Regions from separate parts of the Mus musculus genome. Here region 1 is linked to region 2. Evidence: chromatin contacts called from public promoter capture Hi-C data. All regions are on one chromosome and are shown on one strand. The core of a region is the stretch at or near the end of the contact, and the rest is flanking DNA. Distances in the headings are between cores, read along the strand shown. Region 1 holds the start of Tmod2 (tropomodulin 2). Region 2 holds the start of Lrrc1 (leucine rich repeat containing 1).

Region 1 (4,353 bases), core at 733-3,232, 1.9 Mb before region 2:
CTGTTCCCTACCCCTGCATTATATAGGCTGGAATACTATACGGGTGAAATATAGATGGTCTTCTTATAGCAGGAGACCCATAAGAGGTACCACCTTGACCTTGGGAGGATGGTGGGAAGTTCCTAATCTCTGCATTGTAAAGACACGTGCTCCCTCAGTATGATGCTCTGAAATAATATGAAATCCTGTTCACACTCATTGGTTTTGTACCAGCTGGGGAGTTAGGTCAGTGATGTACAGTGTGTCTCTCAGACCTTCTATTGTGAATTCACTTTTCCCACAATAACCCATCAGTACCACTCTCTCTCTCCTCACTGTATGTTCTCTCTGGCTATTGCTTGTTGGAGTCTCCTCCCCCACCTTTTTGCTGAGCACATTTGACAGCTCAGGCCCAGCCCTAGGGAGCCACTAACCTTTATCAGCTGATCGAAGTGCCTGCTGCAAACAAAACCACCACATTGTGGCCTGCCAATTTATATTAACATAAAAACCAAACCTTTGAGATATTTATTGAGCTATACTGAAGAAAACTGAGGGAACCAGGCATATTTAAAACAAACAAACAAACAAACAAATAAATAAACAAACAAAAAACCAAAACTGGATTGGCTAAGCCCTGAAAAATCCTCCTGTTTCTTTAAGGGAAAACTGTTCGCTCGGTTTCCATCAAGCATTTTGTAAAAGTGTTAAACACTCTGGCCATCTCAGTACCTTGATATAAGAATCTAGGACGAAAAGAGGTTCAGAATCCATCTCACCAAATATCTCATTTTACACGGCGATCGCAGCTTAGAGAGGAGAGGGGGTCTGGCCCAGCATCCATCAGCGCCTAGATGGTGGAGCTGCTATGGAAACCATGCTTTTGTAATACGTTCTCGTTCTCTGATGTTCTTTTTTCTCCCTTCCCAAGCGCATGGTGAATCAGATATTTAATAGGCGCCGGAGAAACGATGGCGTTCTCGGCCTCTTTCCTGTAATTTGCATTTTAGCCGCATTACCTTCCCATCTTCTAATATTTTAAAATAAAAATTCCCAGAGCCTTTTAAAAAATCACCCCCCCCCCCAAAAAAAAAAAAACCCGACCTTCATATTTTTTGCAGGTTAACAGGTTAAAGCAAAGAAGCCTCGGAAAGACACAGACCAGCATGATTTTAACCAGGAAGAATAAGAAAAGATTCTCTGGGACCTGCTCAGAGAGGCTTTCTGAAGGCAGATGCGTCCTTGTGACAGCTCCCAGGATCTCAGAAAAGATGCCGGCCCGACTCCTCCCTTCCCAGGCTCTTGCTCAAATGAGGCCGTGAGATGCCCAAGACTCAGAGAGCTTATCACACACCGGTCTACGGGAGAAGAGAAAATGGGAAACAAAGCCTAAGGTGGAAAACCCCAGTTCCGTAGCCCGGAGCGACTGGAGACCGCGCCCTCTCTGCATCTGCGCGTGGACTGCGGCGCCGAGGGTCTGCGGGACTGCAGGGCACAGTGCAACCGGTACCCACACTCATCCCCGGCTGCCCGGCTCGGTCCCCTGCCACCACGCGCACCAGCAGCTCGGGTGCAAGCCGCTGCGGGCTGCACTTGGCCGCGCGCCACGCTATGGAGCATCCTCCCGCGGACACGCTAAGCGGGGGACAGGGGTGCTTCAGATAGGATGTCCCGACAGTGCCCTCCTGTCCCAGGTTCTCACCTTTGCTTGTGCCCATCCCGAAGCGGAAGGTCCTGCCCAGCAGCCTTAGAGCCAGGAGTGAGCGGGTCCGACCAGCAGGGGCGGCGCCGTGGCCCCAGGCTGGAGCTGCGATCAACAGGCGGCTCCCGGCCGGGCGCGGCGCGGCACGGGGCGCGGGGCGCGCGGCTGCAGCGGGGCAGCCTGGGAAGCGTAGTTCTGGCGGCGCGCGGTGGCCACTCCGAGACAGGACCCTTTGCCCGGGCCGCAGCTGCGTCTCCCAATGACGCGATGGCCTCGCAGGGTCCTCCGGTAGAATCTAGAGCTACGTGCGCCAGCACGCTGCGAGGCAGGTGGAGCCTGGGTTTGGGGGATGCTGGGTAGGCTCTGTGGACTGGCTCAGGATCATTGACGCCATGGGTGGCAGAAGCTTGACAAGACTGTGGACAGCTGAGCATCTTTCTGGGCAGCCTCATGAAGGCCCACTTTGGGCCAAGTATAGGAATAGACCAGGCCTGCCCTAGGATTTACTGGCTAGGTGTAGGTGTGGGAAGAACTAGATGGGTTAATTGCTTAAGAGGGGTTGGAAAACTAACTGGGGTTTGGGGAGTGGGATAAAAGTTTTGGTTTGGGAGTGCTGGGGAACTGATACCTACACACTGGCTTCATACTGGACATTGGATTCGAGACTCATTCCCTGTAAAATGTTTACAGCTTAAAGATGCGGTGTGGGAGTCAACAACCGCAGGTCTATCTGTACTAAGAGCACACACAGTCCGGAGTCCTTCATTGTGGTTACAGAAGACATTCTTTGGATGCAGTCTCTGATGGGAAAGTCCTGCAAAAAGTGCTATGCAAAAGATAGCTGCGTCTCTGGCCTGGGTAGAAGTTAAAACTCCCTGAGTTTATTACTGTGGGTCTTTTAGCAGTCTAACCTCCATCCCCACCAACGAAGATGTACTGAAATGTCCTTTCTCTCTGACTGGTTCTTAGGAACTACAGAATATTATCTTGTTTCTGGGGCATGAAAGTTGAATGGGACGAATCCCTGATTGTGGAAGTGCATAGCAAAATGGGTTCCTTCCAGAAACTTTCTTTTGAGAACGAGTCCTATCATGTAGCCTAGGCTGATCTTTTAACTCCTAGTCTTCTTGATTTTGTTTCCTAAGGTCTGGGACTACAGGTATGTACCACCATACACACAATAGGGGCATTTTCTATTCCATAAGGTTGCTCTCCATTTGACTCCTTGTTGGGTACGCTGAGTATATAACCTTTGAAGGGTACTTGACAGTTATAGCTGTTCTGAGTTGTTGTTGTATTTTTTTCCAAGTTGCTCCATGCAGTATTTCACTATATGGTGGGATTGGTGTTATGTTGGGATTAGTGCAGGAACATGAACTAAAGAGATGGATGCTTCAGGGCTGACTGGATCTATAGTAGACCAAGGATGGGTGAGGGTGAACTTGAATGGCTGCTATCTGGGGTGAGGTATGCAATAGTCACATAGCTGAAATAAAAAACATGCTGTAGAAGAAATCCTAAAGTCGAAAATAATAGCAGCAACTTTGCATGCATGTGAAAAATATGCCTTCATATTCCTGTAATTTTTTAAAAAATTTTTGTAACAGTCCCATGGGATGAACAAAGGGAGTTTTTATGGGAGTTCAGAGTCATTCAAGAAAGAGAGGTGGTAGGATAGGTTTATCCAGCTTCTCTAGTCATTAAGGACATCATTCTCCAGGGAACACCAGTGTGGTTCCCAGCGCCTACACAAGACAGACCGCAACAGCTTGTGACTCTAAATTTGGGGTAGCCTATGCACTTTTCTGCCCTCCCAGGGCATCCCCACACAAGTAACATGAACATTAACATAAATAAACAAAAATTAGGCCAGTGGGTGGCTGAGTCAGAAAATAAAAGCTGGCCTTTTAAGGCTCTGGAAACTAGGGTGGTGAACACAGGTATACCATGGCTGCTGAGAGACAACAGAGTTTCCATGGTCAACTATAACCCTGCATCCCCTTGTCAGAATGAAAAGAACTGGAGGTGTGACCAAACCAGTTTAAATAATGTTCTCGAGTTTTCCTATGCTTTTATTATGCCAAATGGTCTGTATAACAGACAGGATATCTGACCTTTCTATGTTGTACATTCATCACAAAGCATAGTCTTTTACTAAATAAAAATGGGGCTGTTTACAGATCAGATCAACAGTTTTACTAGCGAAAGGCACAATCTAAAGATATTGAAGCACCTTTGTTCAGATTGGAGGAAAGAGAGACAAAGATACCTGGTAGCCGACTACCTTCTGTGGCTGTGTCCTGGTCCTTCATAAAGAAAGGCTGAATGTGATACAGTGAATGGATCATGACTTCAGGAGCAGTCTATGGAATGAAGAAGACTCAGAAGTGATTTCTTATACTGCTGTCATAGTTGGAAGCCCAAGCAGAGATCAACAGCCACATAGGGGCTCTAGAAAGATATTGAAATTGCACTAAAGACAGTTGAGAAAAAAAGGACATCTGGTCAACCTGTGTGTCTCACAAGGGCTAGAAGTGAGTAGATGCCAATGGATATACAAATGTGGGAAGTAGGATACTTACTTAACTTTCCTGCTTTTCTCCATTAATTTATTTATCTATTCATTTTACATCCTGATAGATGCCTCCTGTCTCCCCTAACTTTCCTATTTT
Region 2 (4,412 bases), core at 1,777-4,276:
CAATGCTCGACTGCTCCTGGGTCGTACATTAGGTAAGTTATTACCAACATGTCTGTGGCTGGCGGGCCACCTCATACTCACATCAGTATTTAAGTCATGTCTCCCCACAAGACTGGGAACAGCTCATAAGAATCACAGCTTCTTTAATCTCTATATTCCTAATAACTAGTAAGGAATGGTACCGCAATAAATGTTTAACAAGGCCAAGTTTAAGTCACATGACTCAAAAAAAGGAGGGACTAAACAGCTCAGGTTTCATGGGTGTGAGAAGCAGACAGGCCAGACTCATCCTATGTGTTCAGTGTGACTGCAGTTGTCTGACACTTCAATACATGGAGGTAGCCAAACACTGCATCTAACAAAGTGCAGAGCCCTGAGGAAAAATCACTGCAATTCTGTGTCTCAATTTGTAAATGAAAATGCTGGAGCAAATGAGAGGTGGCAGACCCTTCAGTGGAGTGTAGGTATCTATCATTATCCCAAAGCCTGTTGCCCAGGTAGAGTGTATACCTACCTTTCGGATGTGCTCCCAAATTACAGGCAATGAACCAGACAGCGGTCATCGCCAGCACACCAAGAACCTTTGAAGCCTTCCAGCAAGAGGGGTGAGATGGTGGTGAGCAGACAGGCGCTTGGAGTTAGAAGCCAGACGCACCAGGGAGCGATAGCCATGAGTTACGAGTTCTCCAACATGAACAATGGCTAGCCCAAGGAAAGGCTGAGGAAACAGACAGACTTTCAAGGTAGCTGCTGTTCCTGTCTGGCATGTACAAACCCAACAGTCTGGGTGAGATGAGACAGAGAGGAATCCATTTTACAGGACCTTGATTTAAGGCTATTAGAGCAATACTTAGCAATAAGGAAGGCCATCACCCATTGGTTTCGAAATGTTTATTTAGAGTATTTACAGAATGCCATCAGACCTAATTTTGAGTCTCTGAGTTATCATGTACCATCTGCAGAAATACCTGACACTTCCAAAACTCTGAGTCTCTACGCCAAGCAAAAAAAAAACAAAAACTCCAGCATTAGAGGAAATCTAACAAACTCCAAAAAGGAGTGAAAAGCCAATCCAACCCAAAGAAATCGTCCAATTCCACAATAAACACAAAGTCTACAGAAAGCACTGCAAAGTTTATAGTCAAGAGCTTTTTACTAAGTCTTTTAGTAACTTTATTTCAAATCCCTTGCAAAGCATTAGGCAACATTTGCTACATTTCAAAAATTATACAACTTAAAGCAATGAGCTTCCCACTTAAGTAAAACACAGCGAAGCTTAAAAACCAGATCATGTGTTTGAAAATGCCTGCAAAATAATACATGCCTGAGGGATCTGGGTGGTTTTCCTACTGAATTAAATTAAGGGCTGGGAGGGGTGCTCTGCAGAGATCCGAGTGAGGGTAATCTTTGTGATTACACAGAGGAGGCCATGGGAACCAAGAAAAGTTAATTCAAGACGAACTTCACTCGAGATGTTGAGAGAAACACACTTGTGATTTTCTAAACTCTGTCAGCACTGGCGATCGTTATCAGTCCGTGTTCCAACAAACCAGACATCTGATCAGAGTTTCTTTGAAAATGGCAGGACATCATCAGCGGTAACAAAGGACAAACAAGGTACTTGCATTCCGAGGCTCGGGCCTTTAGGCTCTCTCCGGGCCTCCCAGCGGACTTCCATTTCCTGCACCTCTGGATTGCCACTGGCTTACTTCCTCCTTACACCTGGGTAAAGGATGCGTCCTCCTTAACAGTTAAAGCTAGAATCCCGAGGCAAATTCAAGGGTTAAAAGTTCAGCGTCTAACCCCAGCAGGGCCTAGAAGCACAATCAGTATCTGTCACAGGCCAAGTTCGGTGCGGCAGATGATTAATTTTCATAAACAACTCTGAAAAGATATGGCATTAGTGATAGGACAGACCCAAGCAAGCTCTGTGGTGGCGGAAAGGCAGCAAGCAGGGCTGACTCGCAGCGGGAGCCACTACACACGTTCATCGCAGTTCCAACCACGCAACAGGTCCACGCACGCAGTGCACCAGCGGCGGGAACCTGGGCACCTGCAGCAGTTCTCCTCCTGCCCAGCACCCCAATGCGGCCACGGGGCTACCGAAGCGGACCAAGCGCCATCTCTCCAGGGCATAGCCCACAGAGATAAGGCCCGGAGCACATTCCTTACAGATGCCAAGATATACTAAAGCTTACTTTCGCGCTGCTGGGTCCCCACATCCTCTGGGACCTGCGTTAGCCCAAAATGAGGAGCTCCAAGCCACTAGCTGGAGAATTGGCTGCTAGCCGATCGCCCCGGGGCGTGATGGGGCGCATGGTCGCCCCCAGCTGGGAACAGTGTGAGCTACCTGGCTTCTCACCTAACCGGCATTAGTTCCCAGACGTGGATCTAAGCCACTTAGTGGACCAGAACGTTTCTCCACTAGCCATGTAACTACTTGTTAAATACCAAGTCTTTCGGTATAAATGAAAAACAACTTTTATTGGAGGATGGGTTTAATCGGGAAGCAGGGGAGGGGGGCACAGGGAGGGCTGAGGGCAGTAGTGGGACCCCGCTGGCCAGAGTCTCCCAGAGCGAAGCAGTCAGCGGAGGAGCGCACGGACCCGGCCACCGCGCCAGGTGAGGCGGGCACTCACCTCGGGGAGCTCCCGGAGCTGGTTGGCGTCCAGCAGCAGCTCCTCCAGGCTGCGGGCATAGCGGTAGATCTCCTCGGGGACGTAGACCAGCGAGCAGTGGCGCTTGTCGATGGCCTCCACATGACGGTTGCACCGCCACAGGGGAATGCAGTGGAACATCGCCGCCTCCACCACCAGAGCCGTGTCCCGCCGAGCCGCGGAGCCCGGGGCTCGGAGCCCGCTCCGCCCGGCCGCCCCGCTGCTCCCCGCCCGCCGCCCGCTCCAAGCTCGTTGCTGGCTCCAAGCTCGCTCGCGCCTCGCAAGGACTCCACCGTCCCGAACGTTCTGAGGAAGCCGCGGGAACCCTCGCCGCGTCCCGCGCCTTCGCCACAGTCGCGAGCGTCCCCTCCCACCGCCCCCTCCGCCGCGCTCCGCTTCCTACTCGCGGCCGCCGCGCACTGGGCATGCGCACTCGGCGGCACGCAGAGGGCGTGTCCCGGCCGGGGATGCTCCGCTCCGGGTTTTCCTGGAGACCCGGCTCCCGGGAGGGTCGGGAGACGGTGCTCCTGCGGTCCTCTCCTCCGCGGGGAGTCGCACAGTGTGCGATTCTGGAGGGAGCCGCGCCCCAAAAAGCTCCTAAGGAGGGCAGGGACCGAAGGCCAGAAGGAGCAGAACAACTTCGGAGTTTTCATTTTACTCACCGTGCTTTTTTTTTTCTTGCTCCCCTTCCCCAAAACAACTTTCTCTTCCGGGGTCAGGAAGTACCGCCCCGCCGAGTACCTTGAGCGCGGGGTAATGAAGGAGTCGGTTCTGGCTTTCCGACACCCCCTCCTCCTAACCCCCGTTTGTGCCCTGTGTCTGCGCACACTCGCTGGCAGGCCCTACGACCTGAGAGCATCTTTGGTGAGCAGGACTTATCTGAGATGTACGTGTCACCAACTTCCTGGTGCCAACAAAAGCATGGATGTCCGTCTTCAAAAATCTTCTAAAAGATGCTCCGAGAAGAAAGGAGATGGCAAAGGTGCGCTTCAGCATTAGCTCCACCTTAGCCAGATGTGCTTTGGGGGCTAACCTGGGCTGAGGTACAGAAAGCACTGGTGCAGGAAGGCAGATGAACCTCCAATAGCTGGCTCCTGTATTTCTTCAACAGCACCCTGCGTCTTACAAAGGGGAGATTGCAACCCACGCTGTAGTTTGGGGCGGGGAGCCCCAAATTTCTTCCTTTGCTCCTCAGAGGTTCCCGTTACCACAGCCAGACATTTGAACCCCTTTTCTTCTGTTTTCAGAGTCAACGATACAAACTAACCAAACTCACTCCACATGAACAGTTGATGACTCCGTTTTAGGCCAAATACAATAGCTAATAGACTGTTTTAAGAGTCTTCTCTGACTCCCCACCCAGCAAAGGAAGCCTTATGCTCCCTCAGCTCAAATCTGGAGTCACCAACATCACAATATGCAGAAGATTGAAAATTGAGCTTGCTTAGTAACCAAGGCAGAGTTTGCTCTGAAACTTTTTTTCATTGTCTCTTCAGTATTTTTAACTGCACAGGGCACTTGCCCAGGGGGAGAGGGGGAGAGATACATAAAGGTTTCGTCTCTATCAGGAGGATCTCTTGTCTTGATTGATGAAGGAGGAAATTTGACCTGTTTTTACCTCAGGATTATCACCTAGACTTGATGGTTACAGCCAGTACCTAATTCCTGCCACTATGCTGACTTCACTTTTTAACCTGACTTGGTGCCTGCATTCTTGAGGCGGACTTTGAGCCTCCACTCCTCCTTCATTCTTGC

What was found. Promoter capture Hi-C pulls out the DNA fragments that hold promoters and counts their contacts.
Region 1: a promoter capture Hi-C map of embryonic stem cells shows a contact between it and region 2, with 5 times the contacts expected there. The contact joins the promoter of Tmod2 here to the promoter of Lrrc1 in region 2. A contact is called at or near these places in 3 of 39 promoter capture datasets (embryonic stem cells, hippocampal neurons and pre-B cells), 1 of 115 datasets of contacts at active chromatin or transcription factors (astrocytes) and 3 of 9 other capture datasets (adipose tissue, embryonic stem cells and macrophages).

Annotation. Positions count from the first base shown.
Region 1 is chr9:75,609,343-75,613,695 of GRCm38.p6, forward strand. Tmod2 (tropomodulin 2) reads right to left here and starts at 1,983. Exons shown (of 10, transcript NM_016711.3): 1 at 1,682-1,983.
Region 2 is chr9:77,541,826-77,546,237 of GRCm38.p6, forward strand. It overlaps Lrrc1 (leucine rich repeat containing 1), which reads right to left and starts at 3,027. Exons shown (of 14, transcript NM_001146048.1): 1 at 2,640-3,027. The coding sequence starts at 2,798.